Linked DNA regions of Mus musculus: region 2 is linked to region 1. A link is a contact called in public HiChIP or PLAC-seq data. All regions are on one chromosome and are shown on one strand. The core of a region is the stretch at or near the end of the contact, and the rest is flanking DNA. Distances in the headings are between cores, read along the strand shown. Region 1 holds the start of A730020M07Rik (RIKEN cDNA A730020M07 gene). Region 2 has its middle 19 kb from the start of F3.

Region 1 (6,985 bases), core at 3,823-6,322:
AGAGAGAACTGACTCCCACAAGTTGTCCTTTGACTTGTACACATGTACCATGGTACTCCCCTATACATCACAGATACGTGTTATGTATGTATGTGCATACATACATACATACATACACTAAAAAATAGAAATAGCTTAAAGAGAAACGTTAAATGATGCCTAGCTACTTTATGACGTCATTCACCACAGCACACTGTTGGCCTCGAGTCCATGACAGACAGAAAGAAAATCAGGGCATTGTGTTTTCTTGCAGGCCTTCTCTGTGTCTGCCCAGGCTGAAGAACAGGCAGCGATCAAAGGTGCTTTGCGCTGAAGGAGCGTTCTCGAGAGAGTTTAGAGACAGGCCTCAGTTACTTGGAGGGAGAGCTGACCCTTAACCCAGTTTTACAGCAAGTCAGCCTTGGGAGCCTAGGTTTCCTGCTCCAGCCCCTTCCCTCTGCAATTCTCTGGATTATCACCAAGCCCATCCCACCACTGTGCCATCAGAAAACTGTTAGAGAACTTAGTCCTGCAGATGTCTAGTATGGAGTGTGCGTGCTCATTTAAATAGTTTCTCCAACTGTTCGTAAAAAAAAAAAAAACAAAAAAAAAAACAAAAAACAAAAAACAAAAAAAAAACAAACAGAGCTGTCTTCAAAGAGACTATAGACCTTTCCAGAAAATAGATTGAGGCTGGGGGATGGGCAGTTGTAGTAAGGGAGAAAGGGGGATGTCTTTAGGGAAAGCCATGAACCGAGAAGCATCACTCTAGGCAGCTTGTACTGGAGAAGCGTGTCCGGACTGGTCTGAAGCTGAGGGCTTGATGCTGCCTGCTGTTAAAAAGATGCTTCTGCAGTGAAATCAGGGTCCTTCATCTGTCTAGGGAGCCCTCTGCATTCCTGCAAGACTCCTGACTTCCAGGCTGAGTCAGGGATGCGCCCTTTGTAAGATAAACTCAGTTGCAGGTTTCTCAAGACTTTGTAAACTGGTCCCACGAGGGAGTGCTTCCCTTTCCTTAAATGGGTCATTAGAAAAGGTTGGATGCAAATCAAGAATTCAATTTTTAAGTAAATAACTTTCCACCCACGCAGCCAGCTAGCCTCACGTTAGTCCAGGCAGTTTTCTAACAAGTCAAGCATTTTCCGTCTCCAACACAGACTTTTCACTGGAAAGAGGTGAGGATTTAGGGGTTCTTTAAGGATCTCTCTGGACTTCTGGCCTGTCACAATGGAAAATTACCACATGCCCATCAGAGCCTGTGAACCTCCACACTCCCATCTGCTACTTATGCTGCGGCTGTAATGATCACCAGTTCAGCAAGAAAACATGTACCCAAGATGCACCTGGGACGCCCGCCGTTCTAATCAGTCAGGTGTGACGTCAGAGTCAGGACCAGGAAGTGTGGACAGAACCTTGGGCAGGCTTGGGCACTTAACCCTTCTGTGCCTTGGGTCTTTCTCTGTCTAGAGGACAGAAGCACTGTCACCCCCTGCACTGCTGTGAGGACCCCATGAAAAGTACCCACCTGCAGTATGTGTGCTAATCAGGACACAAAGGACACTCCCGCCATCTCTCCATGTGAAATTGTCTCATGGTCATTGTAGATAGTTTATTTTAAAAAATAAAATTAGAAAAAAAGAAAAAGAAAAGAAGGCCTGCCTCTGATGTCTATGCTCTGAAAGCATCGTTTGTGTTTTGGTATTCTTTCTTTAATATCAGACTCTACACGCAGTTACACAGACAAGCTTACAGTTTCATAGTTAGGGAAGTCTCCTTGTGCTGACTTTTTTTCATCTGGCATATTTTAAACATTTTCTCACATCATTAAAAACTCTTACGAATTATTTTCAATGTCTTAAGAATAATAATATTTTCTTTTTTGTTTAAAAATGAAACAGGTGGCACTAGCAAGCGTGAAGACCCAGCTTTGACCTCTGGACCCTCACAATGACAGAGAGGACCAACTGCCAAAGGTGGCCTTGATCTCCCATATATGTGCCCTGGCATATACATCCACATACTCCACACAAAAAAATGGATAAATAAATATCCACTATAGACAACAAAATAGATACTAATACATACATTATTAATAATTAAGGTACCTTGAAAACAGAATATTGAGCATAACTGTTTACTACTTTGGTTTGCTATTTTTCTATTTATTTCCAATTTTGCAGATGGACAAGCCCATCAAAACACATGAGCCATATTATAGAAAGAATGTCTAGTGGATTTTCTCAAATAAAGAAAGTTTAATTTACACAGAACCAAAATAATATTAGAAGTCTATGCATAATAAACTTATTGCAAATTTGCCAGTTCCAAAAACATTTTTAAGTTAAGCAATACAAATACACATTCATCTTTTATCCTTTGCAGAGAGACAACATCTGTGTCCTTGTTGATGAATTTGAGACGGGGGTGGGGGGAGGAAGAGGGAGAGAGGGGAGTGCAGGATATGGTAGGGGGAAGAGTTAAAGGGCTTCCCATTCAAGTAACTGAGTTTGAACCCCCAAATCCACGTAAAAGAGGGTGAATGAGCACACCCCTGTAGCCCCAGTGCTTCTTTAGCAAGGAGGCTGGTAGAGAAAGAAGAATCCCTGACAACACATGATCAAGCTTGCCTGGCGTACACAGTACAGGCAACATAGTCTGTCACAGACAGGGTGGAAGGAAAGGACAGAAACTCAAGGTTGTCTTCTGACTTCACTCTCTAGTAACACACGCACACATGTCAACAATGATTTTGTACTGTGGTAACATGTAATTAACCGTGTCTTGCTTTTTATATCATACAAAATATGTTTCCATGAGTGAAGATCCAACAATCCTTCCATAATCTTACAAATAACCATATAAACCCCATCCACGTCGGAATGCGTGTTCACAATATTCACTCAACTCCTTGAGGGCCATACTGCCCTTGAGAGGCCTCCGTGTACATGTGCACTTGTTGGTTTTGTTAGTGAGTGCATTATGCAACTGTTTAAAGATGAAAATAGCTGTAATTTTTCCTTACAGAATTCACATTTCTTAGAGGAGACACTTTCCTAGAAATAGTGTAGTCCAGAAATGTTTTGAATAACCACTTATACACATAGTATGTGTGGGCATTTCACAGCTTGATCAACTGTTCTATTTGTGTAAAGAACTATTCTAAAGATTTCTTAAGCTCTATCATATCCTCGTTAGTTAGGGTAGAAATCTGGTTTGGTTTGGTTTGGTTTTTTCTAGGAACATCAGTGGAATGATCTCAATGTCATTACAAAAGATCTAACTTTTGACGGTGGGTTTTCGGATGCTGTAATCTCAGATGGATGTAGAGCACATCAGTCCAGCCCTTGATATCAGCATCCTTGAGCACCCCTCAGCTCCCAGTTGGGCTGTACTCAGACACCAGTACAAGGTCTCCTGGGAGCACTCCCTGTGGTCAGAACAGCACAGGCTTTGCCCAATGGTGTTCTTATCCCCCTCAGATCTCAAAGGACTAGAAGAAAGGCAAAGAATTAGAGTACCCATTACTATATGCTATATACTTACCAACATACGCAATATTACCAATTTGCTGTTCGGACAAGTTATCCTGACTTAGCTTGTATCTGTGGGGGTGAAAAGCAAAGATTTGTTTTATGCTGCTATGACAAGACACCTGATGCTGAAAACCTTTAGAAGCAAAAGGGGTCTAGTTAGCTCAGAGTTTGGAAGACTGGAAATCCTAGGACAAGCAGTTCTATGTGTTTGCCTCTGGGGAGGGCCTTCTGGCTAAGTCATTCAGTGATAAGTGACACCTCTGGTTAGAAGAGTGTGTGGGAGCAGCAGTAGTAGTGTGTGCAGAGAGGATCAAGCCATGAGAGAAGCCGTGAGAGCTCACATGGGGTTCACACTCGCCTCTGCACAGCAAGTCACTCTTGTTGAAGATTCTCTGCTTCCTCTAGTTCTAATCCTCTACGCCCCACTTCCTGAATACCTACCACTTTTCAGTATGGTTGCACTGGATGGGAGGTTTTGGGAGACACTATCCCATCCAAAGCCAGGATTCATCGCTGTGCCCCCAGGCCTGTTGTCTTTATTTGCTTTGCAACAATTAATAATAAATGTCAAAGAAAGGCAAGCAGTCTGTTTAAGTACCCTTCTCATCTCTGTGGCAAAACACTGCCTGAAACATCTTAAAGGAGTCAGGCTTTATTTTCCATCACATTCACAGAAGGTTCTCATGAGTGGTGCTTCTAGACAGTAGGGAGGCAAAGCATCCTGGCAGTGTGAACAACTGGCATGGTCTGTTCCCTTTAAGATACAGAGGATGTGGCCAGAAACTAGGCACAGCCCTCAACCCTTAAAGATGTTAGGGCTCCAGCTCTTCCTACCAGGCCAACTTTTATGGCCACAAGCTGGTGAAAGGGCCTTTGTAGCTGATCTTCCACTATTGGATGAGTGGTGGGGGACTCTCTGGTGTGTCTTCTGGGAGTCCCCAGGATCAGACAAAATCCCCACCTCTGTCACAAGGTCTGTAAACATCCTCATACTTGGATAGCAAAGCGCTGGCATGGTTAGCCTGCTTAATCACTACCCCACCCCTCCGAGGAGAAGGATGATTTCAGCCACTTGAGGAGGGAGAAACAGCCGTGACCTTCCTGCAAGGCTGATGATAACTCACTCCTTATAAGGAGAGGACAAACAAGGGCCCACGCTCAGGGCTCAGGAATGCACCTCTGTGTGTGTTCTTCCCAACTGCGCCCAGTAATTGGACTTTACACCTGAGGGCAGTCTTTTCTGTGGGCAGGAGGATGGGGGACATCCTCCCTTCCCACTGAGGAAGGCAGTAGTGATTACAGGGGGTAATCACAGCCATAAAGAGCCTGAATCAGCACCCCAGTTACACTGAACTTGATGGGAGGACTAAGAAACAAGCTCCCTGTTCACTGTAACGCCGACTTCACAATGATTTACTTATTATTTGACCAAAACAAAGTCAACATACACAGGACCAAAGTCAAACTGAGTTATTAACCACCAGTGACTTTAGCTATTATTCATACGTATGCTCCAGCAGGCATGCACTTAGGGCCAGTTAATATTTCTACTAACTCAGTAACTAAACCATTACGAGAGGCAAGTATTGAAGCTCAGGAAAAAAGGCCATTTTCCTGAGTTCTCTCAGCTGGTAAGTAAGAAACAGCTATGAATCCAACTCTCTCTGACTCCATAACCATCAGAAGCCCCCCAGAGGAGCTACAAACCCCCTAAAGCTCCCAGGAGACCAGGGGCCCCTGGGCTGTGCAGTATGAAGGTTGAGTTTAGCCTCTCCAGTGTGCTTCATGAGGAATTCCCAGAACTTAGGGACCAAATGGTGGGGTGTGTGTGTGTGTGTGTGTGTGTGTGTGTGTGTGTGTGAAGTTTACTTGCAGATATGTGCATATGCATGTATAGGCTGGAGGACAACATTGCCTGTTGTTTCTCAAGACTCACCCACATGTCCCTCAGTGGTGAGTAGGATAGGCTGGCTGGACAAGGAGCCCGGGTGTCTTGCCTGCCGCTGCCTCCCAGAACTGGGATCACAAACGCACAATGCCTCTTTTGGCTTTCATTTTTTTCAAAAGCAGGTTTTGGAAAGTGTCAGGGAATGCTTCTTTACCGCCTTAGCTATGACCCAGCCCTGTATTCCCTGCTAAACTGCCCTCCCTCTAATCACTCTGAAAAATACAGAACCAGAAAGCCAATCGCTGTAGGTTTCTTCTTCACTCAACACTGCAGAGCCCAGCTGCGGGGCCGTCCGAGGTCTTTATGTGAAATGCATCATGTCTCAGCCTCCTTGCGGAGTTGGCCTGCCAGCCTGTCCTCTGGCTGTTCTCACAAGCCACCCATGTTGCACCCTTTGGCTGCCCTCTCCCTATATTCAGTGCATAGTTGTCCAGAAAGTCTGCCCTGCCGTGACCCCCATTCTCTATTCATTGTGAACTTATTGCATATGCGAGACACAGTGCTGAGCTCCTGGGGTCAAGATCTCTGCCCTCTTGGGCAGATGCTCAGGACTGGAGAGAAAATAGCTACTGGTTTATACAATCAATCACTTTGCTGTGATTATATAAGCCCTTTAGAAATTTCAAAATTGCTAAGAGTGTGTCTGATGGAAACAGGGATGCGGGGCCTGCTCAAGGCTAGGATTGAGGAGATGTCTTCTTGGGGAAGAAGAGAAGATAGCCAAGGCTGAGAGAGGGGGAGGGAGAGGAAGGGGGAGGGGGAGGGGAGGGGGAGGGAGAGGAGAGGGAGAGGGAGAGGGAGAGGGAGGTGGCAGAACAAAGTCAAGAGGTCATCAGGAAGGGCCTCTGTGGAGCCACCTTCAGAATTCTACAAACGAGGAGCTTACACTGAAGGGTTTAAGTGGTGAATTGTACAAGTGCAGAAACAGAAGCAATGAATGATGCATGTGCCAATGGATTCTAAATGGTGCTGAGAATTAGCGAGGAGCTACCTATGGGGGCCTTTGGTCTCTCTCTGAAATAAGCTAAGTTGGCAGTAACTGGAAGGTGGGATTTGGGGAGACTCTCATATACGCTGGACTTGAATTCAGTATGGAGCCTAGAATGACCTTGAAGTTCTCAAATTCTCAAATTCCCCTGCCTCAATTTCTGAGGTGCTGAGATGACATACATGAGTCACCAGGCCCATTTATGGGGTGCTGGGGCTCAAACCCCAGCACCGTGTGCACTCCAGGTAAACACTCTACCAACTGAACTGCATTTCTAGGCCCAAAGATCAACTATTAAAAAGGCTACAGGAAGGTTTGTTTTTGAAGATTGGTCTGGTAATTCTGCCTGTCACCGCTACTAGAAGTCTGAAGCTAGAATTCTGGCATTGTTACTCCACACGAGTAGCCCACTCAGGCCTGCTCAGAGAGGAAGATCTGGATACCCTGTTAGGGCCAGCTGTGGGAAGGATGGCACTAGAGAACATGGTGTCAGGATCCCAGTAATGGATGCTATTGTCCAGGTTGCCCCCGTGAGCT
Region 2 (6,448 bases), core at 2,809-5,308, 57 kb before region 1:
TACAATGACATAATCTGTTATAGATGTAGTAAAGTCTGACTAGGTATATACATAAAGGTGAGATATATTTTTAAAATATTGAAAATTATAACACATTGTAAACTACCCCTTAAAACATGCAAATTACTTAAAATTTATTAAACATTATTTATTAACCTTTATTTTTTGCTATAAAAAATACTATGAGCAGAAGCAACTTATAGACAAACGCTCAATTTGGTTTATGGTCACAGACCAGTCAATAATGGGGGTGTCAGCACATAGCTGGAGCAGAAAAAGGAGAGACGATTATCGTCACCGCAGAGAAACAAAGAGAAATGGTAGGAGGCTATAAAGTTGCCGAGAGCATCTCAGTGATGGACTTTCTCCAGCAAGACTCCGCCTCCTAAAGTCCCATAACCTCCCCAAACATCTCCAGACTCAGAATCCTCACCTCTGCCCTACTGGGAAACAGCCTTAGATGGAGTTTCCAACTCAACCAACCTTTGTTGCTCCAACACTGCGTGCTCCAAGCATTGTGCAAAGTGGTGGCCAGAGTTCACAACAAGGGCTTCTCTGACCACAGGATTTAGACTGAGCATAAAGGATGGACTTGTGGCAAAAGAAAGAGGTCCTGTGTTCATCATAAATGTGTTACTCCTCTGTGACCACAGGCAAGGCATTTATCTTCTCAGGATTTCTGTTCCTCCCTTTCAGAAAGAAACTATGGATCAGGTGTCCCTGTGGCTAGTTCTGCCTCTTGATTCTCTATTTCTTCACAGTTGTGCTTTATGGGGAGTGAAGAGTGGACCCTTCTTAATGAACACTCAGTATGTCTGAGCTGGATTTTAACACAAGGCTTTAATATGAAGATGATGTATGTATCATATGAGTCTGAAATAGGGGGAAATTAAATTAAATCTACAGGTGACTCTGAAAAATTGGAAATGAGCTTTCAAAGGAGCCATGTCATGGCCTATGGTGATATTACTGGAAGAATGCGACTTCCTCTGTCGCTATTTAGAGCATAAGAAAGAGCTCATTTGAGCAGTGTAGGAAATAAAAGGTCCATTGTGAGTGGCTGAAGAGGTTTATCCGGATGTCTGTAGTCAACTCAGACATTCACAGTCATTCTTTGCCCAATGAACACACAATGTAGTCACATTGATGTGTTTTATTAACGTTCCTATTTCTAGCGGGAAGATCTACTCAAATGACATCATAGTTCTTAATCTCCAAATGGAATCTTCATGTCGCCCGTTTTAAAAGAGAGCCAAAACCCAAGATAAATTTGATACTGATTGTCTCCCCTTGAGAGCTACATTTCATTACTTTAAACAAATCCAATACAAGGTGTCCAGCCTTTGGAGTTAGCAAAGTCTTCCTTTCTCTAGGCTCCTGTAGTGTTCCTGTGCTCGGTTCCTGGTATCTGCCCTGTGGATATCTTGCACGTATAAGAAAGCTAGTGCATTACTGTGGTGAAGCCTTGGGCTCCTGGCCAGAGCTGGATTTCAGATTCTGGTCCTGTTATTCACAGCCCTGTCACTTTGCCAAGTGCTAACTTCTTTTAAGTCCACTTTCCAAATTTGTAAAAGACGACACCTCTTCCTACCTCATAGAGTCATTGTGAAAAATCTCATTCTTCAAGTGTATTAAAATATACAGTAATTAGTAAAGTCAAAACGACAGAAAACGTTAGCTTGAATTGTTGGTAGTTATGAGCTAGAAAGAGAGCATTTCATTTCTGCTCCCTCCCTGCAATCCACACAGCAGGGCTATGGCTTTCGTCAGTGAGCTTTAAGCCTGAAAATCAGCTGTCTGGAGCAAAGGATGCTTCTGGACCACAGCATGAATGTTCGTTCCACCTGAGATGATGTGAATGAGTATCCTGATGTCCTGTTAGCCACACGCCATAGACTGCTATTTCATATTGTTGTGATGTGCTTACGTAGTCAGGAAGAAACAGTGAAAAGAAATACTCAGCCAAAAAGAGACAAGAGGAGGAATTTCAAAAATTAAATTCCCAGCTTTGTCTTTAAAAAAAAATCGCTATCATCTCATGTGTTTGTTTGTACAGACAGTAGCTTGCTCTTTATGAAATGTTTAAAATCTTTGAGGGTACCCATGTGTATACACATACAACTTCTTCAAAGCCTTGCTAAGATGTTAAACATAAACACCCTCAATATAGGCATAGTCTCAAAGTCTTTTCAAACCAGTGAATACAAACACTATTCCATGTTCTTCCCAGGATCCCCCTACCAAATGAACATTCTCATTCTCTCTCTCTCTCTCTCTCTCTCTCTCTCTCATTCTCTCTCTCTCTCTCTCTCTCTCTCTCTCTCTGATGATAATAGTACTTGATTTCATGTACTGGTTCTTAGTCTCCCTGTCTCTCTCTGTCCATCTGTTTCTGTCTCTGTTTGTCTCTGTCTGTCTCTGTCCCTGTCTCTCTGTCTGTCTCTGTATCTCTCTGTCTCTCTCTGTCACACACACACACACACACACACACACACACACACGCACGCACGCACACACACACACACACACACACACACACACACACACACACACACACTTATTCCAGTATGGCTAGTGTGTGCTCTACCACTGAGCTGTATTCTCAGCCTCCTTTTGCTTTTTGCCCTGAGAAAGTCTCACTAAGTCACTTGGGCTGGCTTTGGACTTCCTGTGTCGCCTAAGCAGCCCTTGAATTTTCAATCTACCATGTCAGCCTCTCCACATCTGGGATTACAGACCAACACTGTCGGACTTGGCTTAAATATATTATAAATCATTATATCCTGATAACCATGACCAGGGCTAAGCTAGCTTTGCCTCAAACTATTGGAAACTTATTATCTTAAAATCTCAAGGGCATTTTAAGCAGAATAATTATTGTGTTCTTGGAAAGGGGAATAAAAAACGAGCTAATCAAAACAGAAAGGTTTGGCTTAAATTATGTCTAAGACTGGGACATAAATCTGTTTGGCCTAAATTATGTCTAAGACAGGGACCTAAAATTCCTGGGATCTTATCTTAAGAATTTTAATTCTAATTCTTAAGAATTTTGGAGATAAGTAGTAGCCGGGCATCCAAGTGTGGTGAGAAGCTAGACTGAACCCATAGTTGCCTGGGGCTGAATGGGGGTCTTAGCCACTTTGAAGTAAATACAGAGGATTCTAAGAGACCACAGGGCTTTCCTGTTGTTTACACATATTCAGTATCCTGTAGGTAGTCCTTCTGGAGAATTCCATAGACAGGGGTTCTTCCTAACTCCTTAAGACTGGAGACCTGGGGCTGGAGAGATGGCTCAGTGGGTAAGAGCACCCGACTGCTCTTCCGAAGGTCCGAAGTTCAAATCCCAGCAACCACATGGTGGCTCACAACCATCTGTAATGAGATCTAATGCCCTCTTCTGGTGCATCTGAAGACAGCTACAGTGTACTTACATATAATAAATAAGTAAATAAATCTTTAAAAAAAAAAAAAAAATAAAGACTGGAGACCTCTCCTGCCTGTTGCAGCTCTGCTCTCACGAGCATCTTTCTTTGGTTGGGGGCGGGGAGCAAAGCAGACCAAAGAAGTTTCTCCTTCATTCTCTTCTTCCCTCTCAGCATACAAATCCCACATGAAACTTTTTTTTTCAGCTTCCAAATCAGACAATAAATTTTGCTTCACAGTGTGAAGCCAAGTAATAGATGTGCATCAGTAATAGACTACTCTAGAGGCAGACTCCCCACAGTGGAATGCATAATGGAGATTAGAATGAACAGGATCCTGCTAACAGGACAGCAGGTGACTCACATAAACATATGTCTGAGTAAAAGCAGCCAGGCAGAGAAGGATAGATAGACGCCGTATGATCTCTAAGTCAAGAGAAAGAAAAAAGAATGTGGATGGAGATTCCCACCTGCGGTTCTTCTGGGGTGCTGGATACACAACTGTGTTTTTTGTTAAAACAACAACAACAACAACACTTAACCAATTTATTTGCACATCATATGTACAGTTTCTATATATTCCATTCATCCAAACCTTTAAAAAGGTTTGTGGAAAGCCAGTGAGTGACTCAGCACACTGGCCCAAGTCCCTTCAGACTATTGCTTGATACCGCTTCCTTATCGCTCAGCCTTTCTGCATGTGGTGATTGATGTCAGGAGAAAACTCTTCAAGACCTTTCAGAACATCCCATGATAGCATCCCTGATAAGCATCATCAAGGGTTTGTAATTTTTGAGGACTAGTGACTTCCAGATGTCTGTATTATTAATTTTGGAAACCTCTCGAGAAATAGACTGTTCTTGCTGGAATCATGTGAGCTAGTATCCAAACCATGCCCTTGCCAATATCTAAACCCTGCCCTTTGTGTCAGTGATCAGAGGGAGACATTTTTACCCCCAGTGGCGAGACGGCTGAGGTGGTTATGGACTGGTGCAAGCCTTGTGTACTTGGGTTCATATGAGATTTCTCACAGTTGCCTGATGTCTCAGGGGAGGGGTGAACAGCTAGGGGCATGACTCAGCAAGGCTTCAAGAAGACCGCTTAAGCCCTATCATGCGGGCAGTCTTTGAACATTGCTCTTTATATTCAGATAGTTTGACATCTGAATTCATCTAGAGATTATTAAGGAAGAAAATAAATCAAGTGAGTATCTTAGCTCATCTTTATATGTCTTTAATGAAAGAGCAAGGGCTTAAAGTAGCTTCATGTTCATGATGACATAGGAACCCAGACCTCTCCCATGATCATCAGAAGGGCAATCTTAAGATCGTTTTCAAACTCTTGAGTCTCTAAACATGTGTATGTAGTTTGAATCTTTAAATAGATGACTCTGGAGTAAATATATTATGAAAAGCTTCATTTAACTATGGGTTAGCAGCCAAATAAAATAATACATCCTATATTTTAATGAAACTATTTTAGTTTTGTCTTCAATTTCATATCTCTCTCTCTCTCTCTCTCTCTTTCCTCTCCACACTCTCTCCATTCTCCTCTCTCTCCTCCTTCTCCTCCTCTCTCCTCTCCTCTCAGGAAGCTCAAAACATCTGTGTCAGGGTAGAATTTACAAGAATGTAACTGTTGTAAGGAGGCTGAGAATTAAAGCCCCCAAATGTGAGATTTCTAAGGACTGTCCATCAAACCTCCCTTCCTTCAGAAGCAGACACCATGTCTGAAGAAGGCACCTGACCCGAGTGATGTGCAGTTGAGTCTGGGAGAGCCTCAAGCCACTGCTGAGCTGGCCCACAGTTCTCCATGCCAGCAGTGTGGTGGGAGACAGTGAGAAACTGGGAGACACTTGGACTCTTGGCTCTGAGGGAACACCTCTCTTCATTAACTTTGAGTAATCTTCTTCTCTGAGTTTCCTTATATTCAAAGTAAACATTAAGGTTCCTTCCTATACATCTAGAACTGCTGGGTCAAAGCTGAGACAGTTTGGGGAGCCCATTTTTTCCCCCAAATCAGCACTTCGAGTTTTGTCCTTCACAAAATCCTGAAGCTCACTGAATACTGAAAGCACTTCACAGGCGGTCTATGTTTGTTTGTTTGTTTGTTTGTTTTGGAACATGAAATGATTTCATGCTAACTAAAGTAACATCTAGCATGCTCACCCATTTAATCAGACTGCCACGACTATTTTGCTTAGCCAGAGCCAAAGCTTCACATACATTAAATATCACATCTTCAAATGCTTCTGTCAACAGGACCGCCCTGAGCCATATCTGGTTCACAGGATCTGTTCTCCATGCCTCCACCTACAAGAAATGACCTGGAGTGCCCTGCTGACCGAGGATGTTGTAAGAGATAGCTCAGTGGTTAAGAGCACTCTCTGCTCTTCCAGAGGACATGGGTTCAGTTTCCAGCCACCATGGCAGTTAACAACTGTCTGCAGCTGCAGTTCCAGAGGGTCTGATAGCCTCTTCTGTCCCCCAAAGCACTTTATGCGCACAGTACACAGACATGCATGCAAGCAAAACACCCATGCATGTCACATAAAAATACAAGAAGTATAGAAGGGGGAGGAAGAGGAGGAGGAGGAAGAGGAGGAAGAAGAAGAGAAGAGAAAGAGAAGCAGCTCTTTTGAATTCTGACTAGCAGGACAAAATAAAACTCTATAGACTTTGATTTTTGCACAGCTGTCTACTAGTATTAGAACCAAGAAAAGCCGGCCAGCGAGATGTCACAGTGTGCCAAACCTGATGACCCGAGTTTTATCTTGAGGACCCCCATAGTCGGAGAGAACTGATTCCTGCAAGATCTCCTCTGACTTTCACACATTCTTCAGTGCTACGTATATCCCTCCAATAAATGTAATTTAAAACGTTATAAAGGAGAAATGTCTCAGCAAATAACCCTGAGTGTTCAGTGGCAGTTCCAGCTAATGGGGCATCAGTCACGGATGGAAGTAAGTCTGTTTCTGTATGGAAGCTGGCAGGAGTGTCTGTGCCATGCTTGCTGGAGGGCAGCAA

Evidence for each region. HiChIP or PLAC-seq counts read pairs in DNA pulled down with a chosen protein or histone mark.
Region 2: an HNF4G HiChIP or PLAC-seq map of pancreatic cancer cells shows a contact between it and region 1. The contact joins the enhancer-like site here to the promoter of A730020M07Rik in region 1. A contact is called at or near these places in 11 of 39 promoter capture datasets (the 3T3-L1 cell line, 3T3-L1-derived adipocytes, the C10 cell line and 6 more), 1 of 15 datasets of contacts at CTCF or cohesin (the NIH/3T3 cell line), 40 of 484 Hi-C or Micro-C datasets (the 3T3-L1 cell line, the AML12 cell line, CD8 T cells and 23 more), 12 of 115 datasets of contacts at active chromatin or transcription factors (the NIH/3T3 cell line, SST interneurons, acute myeloid leukemia and 9 more) and 1 of 9 other capture datasets (embryonic stem cells).

The regions. Positions count from the first base shown.
Region 1 is chr3:121,644,540-121,651,524 of GRCm38.p6, reverse strand. It overlaps A730020M07Rik (RIKEN cDNA A730020M07 gene), which reads left to right and starts at 5,072. Exons shown (of 3, transcript NR_036458.1): 1 at 5,072-5,143.
Region 2 is chr3:121,701,356-121,707,803 of GRCm38.p6, reverse strand. No RefSeq gene overlaps it. Among named protein-coding and RNA genes, the nearest start is that of F3, 19 kb to the left of the region's middle. Within about 2 kb of position 4,058, at least 25 of the 459 cell types and tissues checked have an H3K27ac peak or open chromatin away from gene starts, as enhancers often do. A contact at or near this core is called in the HL-1 cell line, the N1E-115 cell line, the NIH/3T3 cell line and 1 more, where this site is marked.